Regions from separate parts of the Mus musculus genome. Here region 2 is linked to region 1. A link is a contact called in public promoter capture Hi-C data. All regions are on one chromosome and are shown on one strand. The core of a region is the stretch at or near the end of the contact, and the rest is flanking DNA. Distances in the headings are between cores, read along the strand shown. Region 1 holds the start of Vps37d (vacuolar protein sorting 37D). Region 2 holds the start of Fzd9 (frizzled class receptor 9).

The links. Capture Hi-C pulls out chosen DNA fragments and counts their contacts.
Region 2: a contact with region 1 is called in a promoter capture Hi-C map of liver. The contact joins the promoter of Fzd9 here to the promoter of Vps37d in region 1. A contact is called at or near these places in 7 of 39 promoter capture datasets (the 3T3-L1 cell line, cranial neural crest, embryonic stem cells and 4 more), 1 of 484 Hi-C or Micro-C datasets (nephron progenitors), 5 of 115 datasets of contacts at active chromatin or transcription factors (the 230-238 cell line, bone marrow-derived macrophages, embryonic stem cells and 2 more) and 3 of 9 other capture datasets (adipose tissue, liver and pancreatic islet).

What each region holds. Positions count from the first base shown.
Region 1 is chr5:135,075,547-135,082,356 of GRCm38.p6, reverse strand. Vps37d (vacuolar protein sorting 37D) reads left to right here and starts at 4,091. Exons shown (of 4, transcript NM_001199677.1): 1 at 4,091-4,295; 2 at 5,728-5,899. The coding sequence starts at 4,158.
Region 2 is chr5:135,249,763-135,255,672 of GRCm38.p6, reverse strand. It overlaps Fzd9 (frizzled class receptor 9), which reads left to right and starts at 4,626. Exons shown (of 1, transcript NM_010246.1): 1 at 4,626-5,910. The coding sequence starts at 4,644.

The sequences.
Region 1 (6,810 bases), core at 2,842-5,341:
TCTCTCCTGGGGTTCAGCTCATGTCCTCAGGCTTGGTGACAAGTCTTTCCTCACTGAACCATCTCTCAGACCCTTGTTTGCTTTAGGAGGCAGAGTCTTCCCGTATAGCCCCACGTGAGTGGGACACAGGCTCTTCCTGCCTCAGCCCCTGGAGTGCAGGGATTTACAGGTGTGTGCGCCCCTCATTCAGTCTTTAGCTGAGTTTTTCTTTCTGCCCACCCCATAGCTAAAGAGATGCCTGGGCGCCGACTATGCTACCCACAAAAAGGACTGCCAATCATTTGGGAGTGTGAAAATTTGGTTCTGGGAGTAAGGACGTGGGTTATGACCTTAGCTTTGCTTCGTGGTGGGAAGGGAGTAAGGGGACTAACAGGGTGGGCTGAGGTAATGGAGGACACAAGAAAGGTTATCCACAGGCAGGACTTTCATCGTCATGGGGCCGTGGTGCTGCATGCCTTTAATCCCAGCACTCGGGAGGCAGAGAGGCAGGAGGCTCTCTCTGAGTTTGAAGCCAGCCTGGTCTATATGGAAAGTTAGGGAGTTCTTGGCCAGCTAACAAGACTGTATCTGAAAACAAATAGGGCTGGCGAGATGGCTCCGAGGTTAAGAGCTGGCTGCTCTTCTAGAGGACTCGGGTTCGGCTCCCAGCACCCACGTGGCAGCTCACAACTGTCTCTAGCTCTTGTTTACAGCAGCTGAGGTACACACATACACACAGGCAAAATGTATATACTAAAAGTAGTTATGGAGCTGGAGAGATGGCTCAGTGGTTAAGAGCATCGACTGCTCTTCCAGAGGTCCTGAGTTCAATCCCCAGCAACCACATGGTGGCTCACAACCATCTGTAATGGGATCTGACGCCCTCTTCTGATGTGTATCTGAAGACAGCAATATAAATAAAATAAATAAATCTTTTTAAAAATTTTAAAAAATAAAAATAAATGAATACTATATTTTGAACAATTGGAATGGTGCTATTCCTCCATGAAGCCCCCAAGCTTTTTGTTTTTTCTCACGTTTCTTTAATCTATATTTCCTCTGCTCAAAAATAATACACAAACAAGTATAAAACTTGTGGAGTGGGACATACTGGCCTACACCTGTAATGCCAGAATCCAGAGGGAAAGGCTTGGCTATGTGATGAGATCCTGTGTATAAAATAAAATAAAACTAAGACTGAAATCTAACACAGTGGTAGGGCCCCTGCCTAGAATCCCCCAGTGAGGAGTGAGGGGTGTGGCTCAGTGGTAGAGCCCCTGCCTAGAATCCCCAGTGAGGGGCTGGGGGCGTGGCTCAGTGGTAGAGCCCCTGCCTAGAATCCCCCAGTGAGGATCGAGGGGCGTGGCTCAACAGTAGAGTACTTGCTTTGTATGGGTAAGTCCTCTGTTTCTATTCCTACCGCCTCAAATTTTAAAAACTGGAGCTAGGGTGGGGATAAAAGGGAGTCGGTTAAACAGAAACTAAGGTGAACGAGTCAGACAGAAGCCATCAGAACGGACTAAGGGGCTAGCCAGTCACCTCAGAAGTGAGAGCTGAGGTGATCCTCAGATCAAGGCAGCATCTGTCTGTGTTGACTTCTGAATGAAGAGAGGTCACACTCTTCCAGGAGGCCAGAGAGAATCGGGACAAAGGGCAGGCACAAAGGGCATCCTGGGAAATGGGGCAGGAGAAGCAGAAGTATCTTTCTAGGATAGACATGGAGCTCTGGAGAAAAGCATGGAAGGTCTGGTGATCTTTTTTAAAAAACAGAAAAGAAAAAGAAAAAGAAAAGACATATTTATTGCTAGAGATGGTGGTGTACGCCTTTAGCCCCAGCACTCAGGAGACAGAGGCAGGCAGATCTCTGTGAGATCCAAGCTAGCCTGGTCTACAGAGTGAATTCCAGCCAGAGTGAATTCAACCCACAGCCATGGTGACACAGGAAGCTGGGAGAGGGCATTAGATCCCCCATGGAACTGAAATTACAGGCAGCTATGAGCCACCATGTGGATTCTGGGTCCCAAACCCTGGTCCTCTGCAAGAGTAGCAAATGCTCTTAATTGCTGAGCAATCTCTTCTGTCTCTAGGACTTGAGAGGGGGAAGGAGGAGGAATAAACAGAAAGGCAGGACCCTCCCTGTCATCTCCCTCACAGCTAAGGAGGAAGGTTAGTAGCCCAGCGTAGGAAGGGCCAAGGGAGAGGCAGACAGGAGTTCCCTAAAATGCTCCCAGAAATAAATAGCCAGCTTGGAAAAAGCAGACTAGGGCGCTCAGAGATGGACTATGGATGACAGTCAAGGGAGAACAGAATGGCAAACTCACAGGAAAGGATAGGCAGGAGCCCGCACTGGGAGGCAGAGACAGCTTCCAGAGGTAGGGTCCTTTCATATGAGTGGATTTCAGTTATGGCTAAGTTAGAGCAGATATGGTGGTGCGCACATGTCATCTTAACACTTGGGAGCTAAGGCAGGAGGATAAAGCTGGATTAGAGACAGCCTTATTGAGCTCTCTTGGTCCCTATGCCTTGACTTACAATCTTCTCCAGAACTCCTATTCAGCCTTTGAAACCCCATTCAGTTGTCACCTCTTCACATAAGTCTTTATGATTGGCTGGAACCAGTCATGTGCCTTCATAGTGGGGAGTGAGTGAGTGTGTGTGTGTGTGTGTGTGTGTGTGGTGTGTGTGTGTGTGTACAGGGAACACATTCATTATATATGTGTACGTGGCAGGGGGAAGATGCACATGGAAACAAAGGTCAACACCCAGCTGTTGTGACTGCTTTTGTTTGTTGGTTTGGTTTTAGACAGGGCCTGGACCTCATAGATCAGGCTAGGCTGGCTGACCATGGAACCCCGGGAGTCCAGCTACCTCTGCAGTACTGTGAGTAAGAACCTGAACAACCATGCTTGTTGGTTGGTTGGTTGTTGTTGTTTTGTTTTTCCCAGACAGGGTTTCTCTGTGTAGCCCTGGCTGTCCTGGAGCTCACTCTGTAGACCAGGCTGGCCTCGCACTCAGAAATCTGCCTGCCTCTGCCTCCTGAGTGCTGGGATTAAAGGCGTGCACCATCACGCCCGGTTTGTCTGGCTTCTTACCTGTGTTCTAGGACTTGAACTCGGATCCTCCTTGTGGTATGACAAACATTTCACATCTCTCTTGCTCCTACCATCTGTATTTTTGGGACAGAGCCTTTCTATAAAGCCCAGACTGGTATCAAAATCTAGATAATCCCCCTGCCTCAGTCATCATAGTGCTGGGATTATGCCACGTCTGCCTCTGCCATTCTGTGTTGCACTAAATGAGATTGTGCCTTAGCCTGTGGACTCCTTGTAGATGGGGAACAAGGATTGTCAATCAGAGTAATAGGACTTCAGGAACGTGATGTCATCTTTTGAGATTTTTAAAATCTGTTTTATTTTGTAAATTACCTTTTATTAATTTATTTTCTTGGTGGTGTTGGGGATGGAATATAGGGCATTGTAAACACACAGACTATGGCTAAGCGCCACTAACACTCTGTGACGCCTCGGTATCTCTAAAGTAACAGAAACTCAGGAAGTTAGTTACATATTCACCTGCCCTGCCCCAAAGGCACTCAGCATTCGCTATCTCAACGTTCATGGTGCTTCAAATCCCCCATTTCACAGATGAAAAAAACTGAGGCACAGAGGATATGAATGACGTGACCAAGTTAGCAGCCAGACAGGGGCTTTGGCGCCCAGCCCAACTCAGAGAGCTGTAGGTATCCAAAGAGGGGGATGTGAAAGAACCTTGCAAACTGTAGGCTCCTGGGGTGGGAGGGTCCGCGGTGAAGCGTGGCAGGATGAAGGGGCGAGATGAGAGGATATTTGGATTTCGAGACATAGGTGGGAGGATGGACTTCGGGAGAGAGCCCGCTTTGAGCGACAGGTTTGCTATGGCTCGGGAACACCCCGGCGGGAGATCTCCGGGTGCGGCCCGCCCCCTATCTGCCCCACCCCCAGTCTGGCCAGCCGCGGCGGCTGCCCCTTTAAGAGCGGTCAAGGCGCCCCCTGGTGGCAGAACGCGGCCAGCGCAGCGCGCGGCCGGAGCTGGAGCTGGAGCCGGAGCCCGGAGCCCGGAGCGGAGCCGGAGCGGAGCCGGGGCGGAGCGGGGCCGATCGGGCCGAGCCAGCAGCCGAGCTGGGGGCGCGGGCGGGCGGTATGTACCGGGCCCGGGCGGCGCGGGCGGGGCCGGAGCCCGGCAGCCCGGGGCGCTTTGGGATCCTCAGCACCGGGCAGCTCCGGGATCTGCTTCAAGATGAGCCCAAGCTGGACCGGATCGTGCGGCTCAGCAGGAAGGTAACGCGGGGGGCGCGGGCAGGAGGAGGGTGTGGGGGGATGGAGAGGTCGGGCTGCGGCCTGCGGGGACCCGGAGACCCAGCCAGCGGAGGCCACCCCCCTGGAGCTGCCAGGCCTCGGGATCATGGGAGCCTGGCACGTCCGAGTGGGCCCCGCGGAGCCGCCCCCGGGGGATGGGGGGCGCCCCGATCCAGCCTGGGGCGAGTGGTGCGGAAGGGGGGCGCCCGGGGATGCACCCGTGCACCCCGGGATGGCCGCGAGGCGTGCCCTCCCGAGGATGCTCCGGGGAGGTGTGTTCTGGGGGGCGGGAGGTGGAGGGTGAGCTGTGTTGTGGGGGGCCCTGGCTCAGCACACCCACGTTCTGTAGGGCCAGAAAGGGGAGGCGCCTTGTTTGGGGGGGGAGAACTGAAGGCCTGCTTGACACCTGGGGTGGGGAGGATAGCTGGGAAAATGGGGGGGGGGTAGTAATGCATTAGATGGGGAGGGGGCTTTGTGTCTGCCATTGGGTATGGGTCTTTGAATACAGAGGCTTGTATTCTGTAGGCCACCATAAGAGAAAGTTGTATATTTCACGGGAGACATAGGCCCGGGCTGGTTGTCTGTCGGGAGGGGGGTACAGAAAGAGAAAGTGTGTGTTACAAGGAGCCAGACGAGGAGGGGCTTGTGCATGGATCAGGGGACAGATGGAGGGAGCGCATTCTCCAGGGGCGGGGAGCTAGGCTTGGCCCTCCTAGAAACAGGCTCAAACAGCCGTCTTCAGGGCCCCAGTGCTGCCTTCTGCTAGGTGAGCAGCTAGCAGGGGCAGGGGACCACAGAAGCAAAGGGGGTGTGTGTTGTGTTCGCGGGGGCGTGTGGGGTTCCACTAGAGGGCCAACAAGGGGGTAGAAGAGATGAGAGGGTGACCTGAGTGGGGGTTGCTGGGAAGGTTCGGGGTGAAAACATCACTCCCCCAAGAGTCAGAACAGGGGGTGGGGATGCTTTCCACACAAACACCTGAGGAGGAAGCGAGACAAAGGCCTGGTATGAGAGGCAAGCTGTCCAAGCGGAGAAAATGGGACAGAGGAGGGAGGGGGGAGCCCTCCGGGACCTAAGCAGACATATTAATTGAAAAATTAAAAATTAACTAACATTTGTAGAGGCCTTCATAGTTTGGTTCACTTAAGTCTCACAACAGCTCGGTGAGCTAGGCGGGTTTTTTGTTTTGTTTTGTTTTGTTTATGTTTTGTTTTGTTTTTAATTGTAGTAGAAACTGGGGCCCAAAGAAAAGATGCAAGGCAAAGCCTGGTCCCTCCACCTGTTGGTCCTGTCACCCTTGCAGGTTGGGGGCTCCGGGGTGCCTTTGGCCAGGCCTGTGGTGGGTGTTGTGCAAGGGTGGACTTCAGGTGACCCTGGGCAGTCTGAGCCCAGGCCTCTTAGCTCTCGTCCACCGCAGTTCCAGGGTCTGCAGCTGGAACGGGATGCCTGCTTGGCCTCTAACTACGCGCTGGCCAAGGAGAACCTGGCCTTGCGGCCCCGCCTGGAGATGGGTCGGACAGCCCTGGCCATCAAGTACCAAGAGCTTCGAGAGGTGGCTGAGAACTGCGCAGACAAACTGCAGAGACTGGGTGAGGGGCGGCCCAGGAGACCTGCTTGGGGCGGGGTTGGCCTTAATTCGTGCCAAGTTCTTAAGGGTGGGACTGGGACACACCTACTCCTGGACAAAGTGTGAAGGGAGTTGGTTTTGGCCTCCTGGAAGAGTGAGGTGTTGACCTGTGGAGGAAGCAGGCATGGAGAACTGGGCTGGGTCCCCCATTGTGTGTAATCCCAGGATTTGGGAGGCAGAGGCAGGAGGATCACAAAACTTCAAGACCAGCCCTAGGTTATGTAGGAGGTCTTGATCAGACTGCTCTGTGTCTTGAGGGGAGACTCTGCATCAAAACAAAAACAAACGGTTGTGTTGAAGAGACCCTGGGCAGTAGAAGAAAGGAGACCCAAGCCAGGCATGGTGACATATGCATATAGTCCCACCACTTGGGAGGCAGACACCGGAGGATCAGTAGTTCAAGGCCAGCCTTGGCTAGAGTGAGTTTGAGGCCAGCCTGGGCTACCCAAGACCCTATCTCAAAAACAAAAACAAAAACGAAAAACAAACCAAAAGCCAACAACAAAATCTCATCAAGGCTGAGGATGGTTCACTAAGTAATGACACTAGGTGGCAAGCTTGAGTTTGCTTCCCAGGACCTACAAGGTGGAAGGGGAAAAGACCAGCGCCTAGAAATTGACCTCTGACCTCTACAACTCTTGAGTGGTATGTGTGTGCCCACCCACATACACACAAGAACACAAAGTAAAAATGTTATTTAAAACAGTTTAAAAAAAACCTAACATCAAAAGGCTGGAGAGATGGCTCCGCATTTGAAGGCACTGACTGCCTCCAGAGGACCTGGGTTCAAACCCCCAGACCCACAGAACAGCTCACAGCTGTCTGTAATGCCAGGCTCTGACACCTGCACATAGACACACATGCAGACAACAC
Region 2 (5,910 bases), core at 3,377-5,876, 170 kb before region 1:
TTCAACATACATTGATTTGCCTTCTTCTGCCTCAGAGTGCTGGCGTGTGCCTGCGTGCTCAGAGTGCCTAGATTTTAAGAAAATGCTTCTTTCAGAGCATGGTGGTGCACGCCTTTAATCCCAGCACTCAGGGGGCAGAGGCAGGTGGATCTCTGAGAGTTTGAAGCCAGACTAGTCTACACAGCCAGTTCCAGAAACAGCCAGGACTACACAAGGAAACCCCCATCTTGATAAACTAAAGAAGAAAGAGAAGGAGGAGAAGGAGGAGGAGGAAGAGGAGAAGGAAAAAGAAAAGAAGAGAAGAGAAGAGAAGAGAAGAGAAGAGAAGAGAAGAGAAGAGAAGAGAAAAGAAAAGAAAAGAAAAGAAAAAAGCGAAAAGAAAAGCTTTTTGGGGCTGAAGATGGCTCAGCAGCTAAGAGTATGCACTGCTCTCTCAGAGCACCCGAGTTTGCTTCCCAGCACCCATGTCAAACACCTCACAGCCACCTATAACTCCAGCTCCTGGGTGTCTGACATCTTTTTCTGGCCTCTGAGGTCCCCAGATCTCATGTGCACATACCCCTCCCTATACAAATACAAACATATAAAAATTTAAAAATTTTAATAATTAAAAAAAAGATGCTTTTTTAGGGCTGGCAAGATGGCTCACTGGGTAAATGTGTGTGCCGCCCAGTTTGATGACCTGAGTTCTAGTCCCAAAGGTGACATAGTGGAGGAGAGAGCCAACCCCGAGGTTGTCCTTTAACCTTTACATGTGCATTGTAGCCTACACACTGTAGCAGGTATATGGCCCCTCCCCCGAATAAATACATATAACAGATTTTAAAATACTTTTAGCATTTCTTTTAGACAAGTTTATTGTGTAGACTGGGCTTACCTCTGCTGGAATCAAAGGTGCATGCTACACCTTTTTTGCGTATGGTGTGTGTGTGTGTGTGTGTGTGTGTGTGTGTGTGTGTGTATGTTGCATTGCATGTAGAGGTCAGTGGACAACCTTGGGTTTGAGTCAGGGCTCTGTTGTTGTCCGTTATCTGTAAAGCAGGGTAGCTGGCCTGCCGGCTTACAGGGGCTCTCTCCTGTCTCTACGTCCCATTTCCCTGTAGAAGCCTTGGGATTACAGCTACCATGCCTGGCTTCAAATGGGTCTGGAGACTTGAACTCGGCTCCTCAAACTCCTCACACTTCCCGGGCAAGTGTATCGCTCCCTGCGCTGTCTCCCCCAGCCCTCTTTAAGCATTGGTAATGGTCCCTCTCTTTCACACGTTCTTTTAACACAACGGACATTTATAGGCGCCTCCTCCAGGCCAGGAGCCAGAACCTTGTAGGGCATGGCACGGTGCCTTCCTCCTGAAGCCCCCAGGCTTTGTAGGGAAATCAGGCTTTGGAGCAGTTAGCTGTACTCTGCAGTGGGGTGCCCGGTAGGGCATCCTGACAGGCTAATCAGAGCCGAGGTGGGGCCTGGGGGAAGGATTCCGGTTTATCCAAGAATGAGGGGAGCTTACAATGCAAGAGAGGCCTAGGGGGAAGGTTGGCTTGGTGAGGGTGGGAACTCAGGACAGAAGGCTGTCCCTTCCCACAATTGGCCTCTAGCCAAGGCCCCTAGAAAGGCTGGCATCTTCCAAGGAGGTGGAGCTTCGAGGGGCTCCCAGTGGGGGTGGGGCAGTGATGGTGACCTCCTTCGGTCTCTGCCCCTTCGCATCGTCTCCCTTTCAGTGTGTGCCTGAGGTATTGTTCCTCTTTTGTAAAGAGGGGGATCGGGTAACAAAGCCGGGTGGGTGGGCAGGCAGCCCAAGGGGCCTCTTCTCTTCCCTCCCCCTGAAGCATCTGCACTGAGGGGTAGGCACACATACACCTCTGGCTTCCCAGGAGCTGGCTGTTGCCATAGTGACAGGCAGGCCTTGCATCCCACTGGCCCCTGGAGTTGCCCTTCCCACTATGGCTGCCAAAGTTAGGGGCCCCCAACTCTTTTGCATCCTGGAGTGGGAGGCAGGGACATACAAAATAGAACTCCTGGCTAGTCTCTGCCTCCTAGCTGGCTTTGAGGAAAGGGACAACTTTCCTTAAAGAGAGCTCCAGCCACTGGGACAGATGCTCAGGAAGCAAGGCTAAGCCTTGAGATCAGAAATAAGTGCTCCCTCACCCGGGTGTCTGGTGTGGCTGTTAGTGTTCTGCAAAAAGGAAGGGAAAGATAGCAGAAGGCTTATAGGATAGGTAAGGACACTGGGGGACCCAAAGCAGAGCCTGCCCCTGAGTCTACTATGATCGATGGAATAAGAGAAAGGTCTTGGGGTATTTGAAAAAAAAAAAAAAAAAAAAAACCTTAAAGAATGGAGAAGTGAGGACCTAGGTTCATAAGGTGGGGGTTGGGGGGGGGTTGAGGTAGAACCCTCAGAGATCTTCTTGTCTCCTCTCCAGGAGTGTGATCAACAGGTGTGTATCACGCCACCTGGCTTCGTTTGTGGGTGCTGGGGATCCGAACTCACGACCTCATGTTTGCCCAAAAAGCACCTATCTGCCTAAGCCGTCTCCCCAGCCCCGAGTTTAGGATCGCGAAGCAAGACCCAACCTGGGGACTCGCAGGGGCTCAGTTTGGCGTGCAGGGCTGGCTGCATCTTCACAAAGCCTCTTCTCTCCAGTCTTTTCGGGGGGGGGGGGGCTGGGTGCATGCCAGTGACACATATGTTTTTCTTTGTCCCTGCCGAGCTGCAGCTTTCTGGGAGCCGAGAGACTAGGAAATGACCACCCCATTTTCTCACTGCGGCCATCAGCGCTGCCCTGGCTTCTTCCTGAATCCCGGCTCTAAATATAGCAGGAGGGTATTGGCCAAGCCGTGTATGTGTGTGTGTGTGTGTGTGTGTGTGTGTGTGTGTGTGTGTGTGTGTGTGTGTGTGTGTGTGTGTGTGTGTGTGTGTGTACGCGTGTGCGCGCATGTAACAGGCAACTTTTAGCAGGGAAACAATGTGCCTGCCAGTCCTGACACCGAGGAGGTGTGTGAGCCTGAGTAGTATAGCTTTCCCTTCAGACTTGTACCAGAGACTCCGGCTTTCCTGTAGGGCCACAGTAGAGGCTGAAATCATCACTGTGAAATACCTGGCTCAGGCACTTGGGAGGTGGAAGTAGGAGGGTGAGAAGTCCTTTGATACATAAGGAATGTGAGGCCAGCTTGGACAACATGAAATAGTCTGGAAAACAAACAAATGGGGAGTTTGAGAAATGGATCAGGAATTGAGATCACTGGTTGCTCCTCCAGAGGACCTAGGTTCGATTCCCAGCACCCACATGGAGGTTCACAACTCCAGTTCCAAAGCCTTCTTAGGGCCTCCAAGGGTACCAGGCACACACGTGGTGCACATACAGATAGACAAGCAAAGCACATTAATAAGAAAATTTAAAAATTTAAAGCAAAGCAAGGCAACAACAAAACAGACAAGTGGAGGAGCCGGAGAGATGGCTCAGTATAAAGGTAGTCACCCCATCCCAGTCATGATGACCCGAGTCAGGGGGCAGGTATCCCGTGATAGAAGAAGAGTACTGACTCCCCAAGTTGTCCTTGCTTGCATGCAGTTTCGTGCGTGTCACACACACACACACACACACACACACACACATGCACACACACGCACACACAGACAGACAAACGGCAGGATGTGTGTGTGTGTGATAAATATAATGAAAACAAAACAAAATCAGCTTGGGCTGGGCACGTGGCTTGTCTAGCCTGGGTTCCATCCCTAGAATGAACAGCAGAAAAAACTCATGTGGGGGGCTGGCAAGATGGCTCAGCGGGTAAGAGCACTGACTGCTCTTCCAAAGGTCCTGAGTTCAAATCCCAGCAACCACATGGTGGCTCACAACCATCCATAATAAGATCTGATGCCTTCTTCAGGAATGTCTGAAGACAGCTACAGTGAGTGTACTTACATATAATAAATTAATAAAAAAAAAACCAAAAAAACAAAAAAACAAAAAACAACCTCATGTGGTGGCAGCCCTTATGAGGCAGGAGGATCAGGAATTCAAGGTGAGCTTGAGGCCAGCCTGGGTTATATGAGACCCTGTCTCAAAAACAACAGGATCAACAAAAACACCCTTAAGGGAAGAAGAGAGGAGAGGGGGAACAAGCAACTCCCTAGCCTGGAGCTTGGAGAGCTTGGGATGGTCCCCTCCCACCTGGGAAGAAAAGGGCGCACTTGATGCGAGGGAGTACATTGGGAGGTGCGTTCCCGCGGACTGTCGAGTCTGCAAAGGAAGGGAAAGAAATGAGCAGAAGAGAAGAAAAGCTGACCCACAACGTTGCCCACACGCCTCCAGCGTGGCAGAGAGGCGCGGCACCTTTAAAGCGCGACGGGGGCGTGCCCTGAGGGACTGCCCCGCCCCTGGGCGTGTCCTCCTACTGACCACGCCCTCGGGGTGCCGAGCCGCGGCGGCTGGCGGCGGAGACCACGCCGGCTCTGGCTGGAGTGGCGGCGGCATCGGCGGCGGCGGCGACGGCGGTGGTAGCGGTTGTTCCTCCGAAGGCGCCACGCGCTCCGGGACACACGTGGGCGGCCGAGAGATGGCGCGGGAGCCGCGACGTGGCGCGCAGATCCCGGGACGCGGGATGGAGCGGTGCGAGTGAGCCCGAGCGGCCGCGCCGCGGGGCGATGGCCGTGCCACCGCTGCTCCGCGGGGCGCTGCTGCTGTGGCAGCTGCTGGCGACGGGCGGCGCGGCGCTGGAGATCGGCCGCTTCGATCCGGAGCGTGGCCGTGGCCCCGCACCGTGCCAAGCGATGGAGATCCCCATGTGCCGGGGCATTGGCTACAACCTGACCCGCATGCCCAACCTACTGGGCCACACGTCGCAGGGCGAGGCGGCGGCGCAGCTGGCCGAGTTCTCGCCCCTCGTGCAGTACGGCTGCCACAGCCACCTGCGCTTCTTCCTCTGCTCGCTCTACGCCCCAATGTGCACCGACCAGGTCTCCACTCCCATCCCAGCCTGCCGGCCCATGTGCGAGCAGGCTCGCCTGCGCTGCGCCCCCATCATGGAGCAATTCAATTTCGGCTGGCCCGACTCACTCGACTGTGCCCGGCTCCCCACGCGCAACGACCCGCACGCACTCTGTATGGAGGCACCCGAGAACGCTACAGCAGGCCCCACAGAACCCCACAAGGGCCTGGGCATGCTCCCTGTGGCACCTCGGCCCGCGAGGCCACCGGGAGATTCAGCCCCAGGTCCCGGCAGCGGTGGCACCTGCGACAACCCCGAGAAGTTCCAGTACGTGGAGAAGAGTCGCTCGTGCGCTCCGCGCTGCGGGCCAGGCGTCGAGGTGTTCTGGTCTCGGCGCGATAAGGACTTCGCGCTGGTTTGGATGGCTGTGTGGTCCGCGTTGTGTTTCTTCTCCACGGCCTTCACCGTGTTCACCTTCCTGCTGGAGCCTCACCGGTTCCAGTACCCAGAGCGCCCGATTATCTTCCTTTCTATGTGCTACAATGTCTACTCCTTGGCCTTCCTGATCAGAGCGGTGGCAGGTGCACAGAGTGTGGCATGCGACCAGGAGGCAGGGGCTCTGTATGTGATCCAGGAGGGTCTGGAAAACACAGGCTGCACCCTGGTCTTCCTGTTGCTCTATTATTTCGGGATGGCCAGCTCACTTTGGTGGGTGGTTTTGACTCTAACCTGGTTCCTGGCTGCAGGCAAAAAATGGGGCCACGAGGCCATCGAGGCTCACGGCAGCTACTTCCACATGGCAGCGTGGGGCCTGCCAGCACTCAAAACTATCGTGGTCCTGACTCTGCGCAAGGTGGCTGGCGATGAACTGACTGGGCTCTGCTATGTAGCCAGCATGGACCCGGCAGCCCTCACTGGCTTTGTGTTGGTACCCCTATCTTGCTACCTGGTACTGGGTACCAGTTTCCTCCTGACCGGTTTTG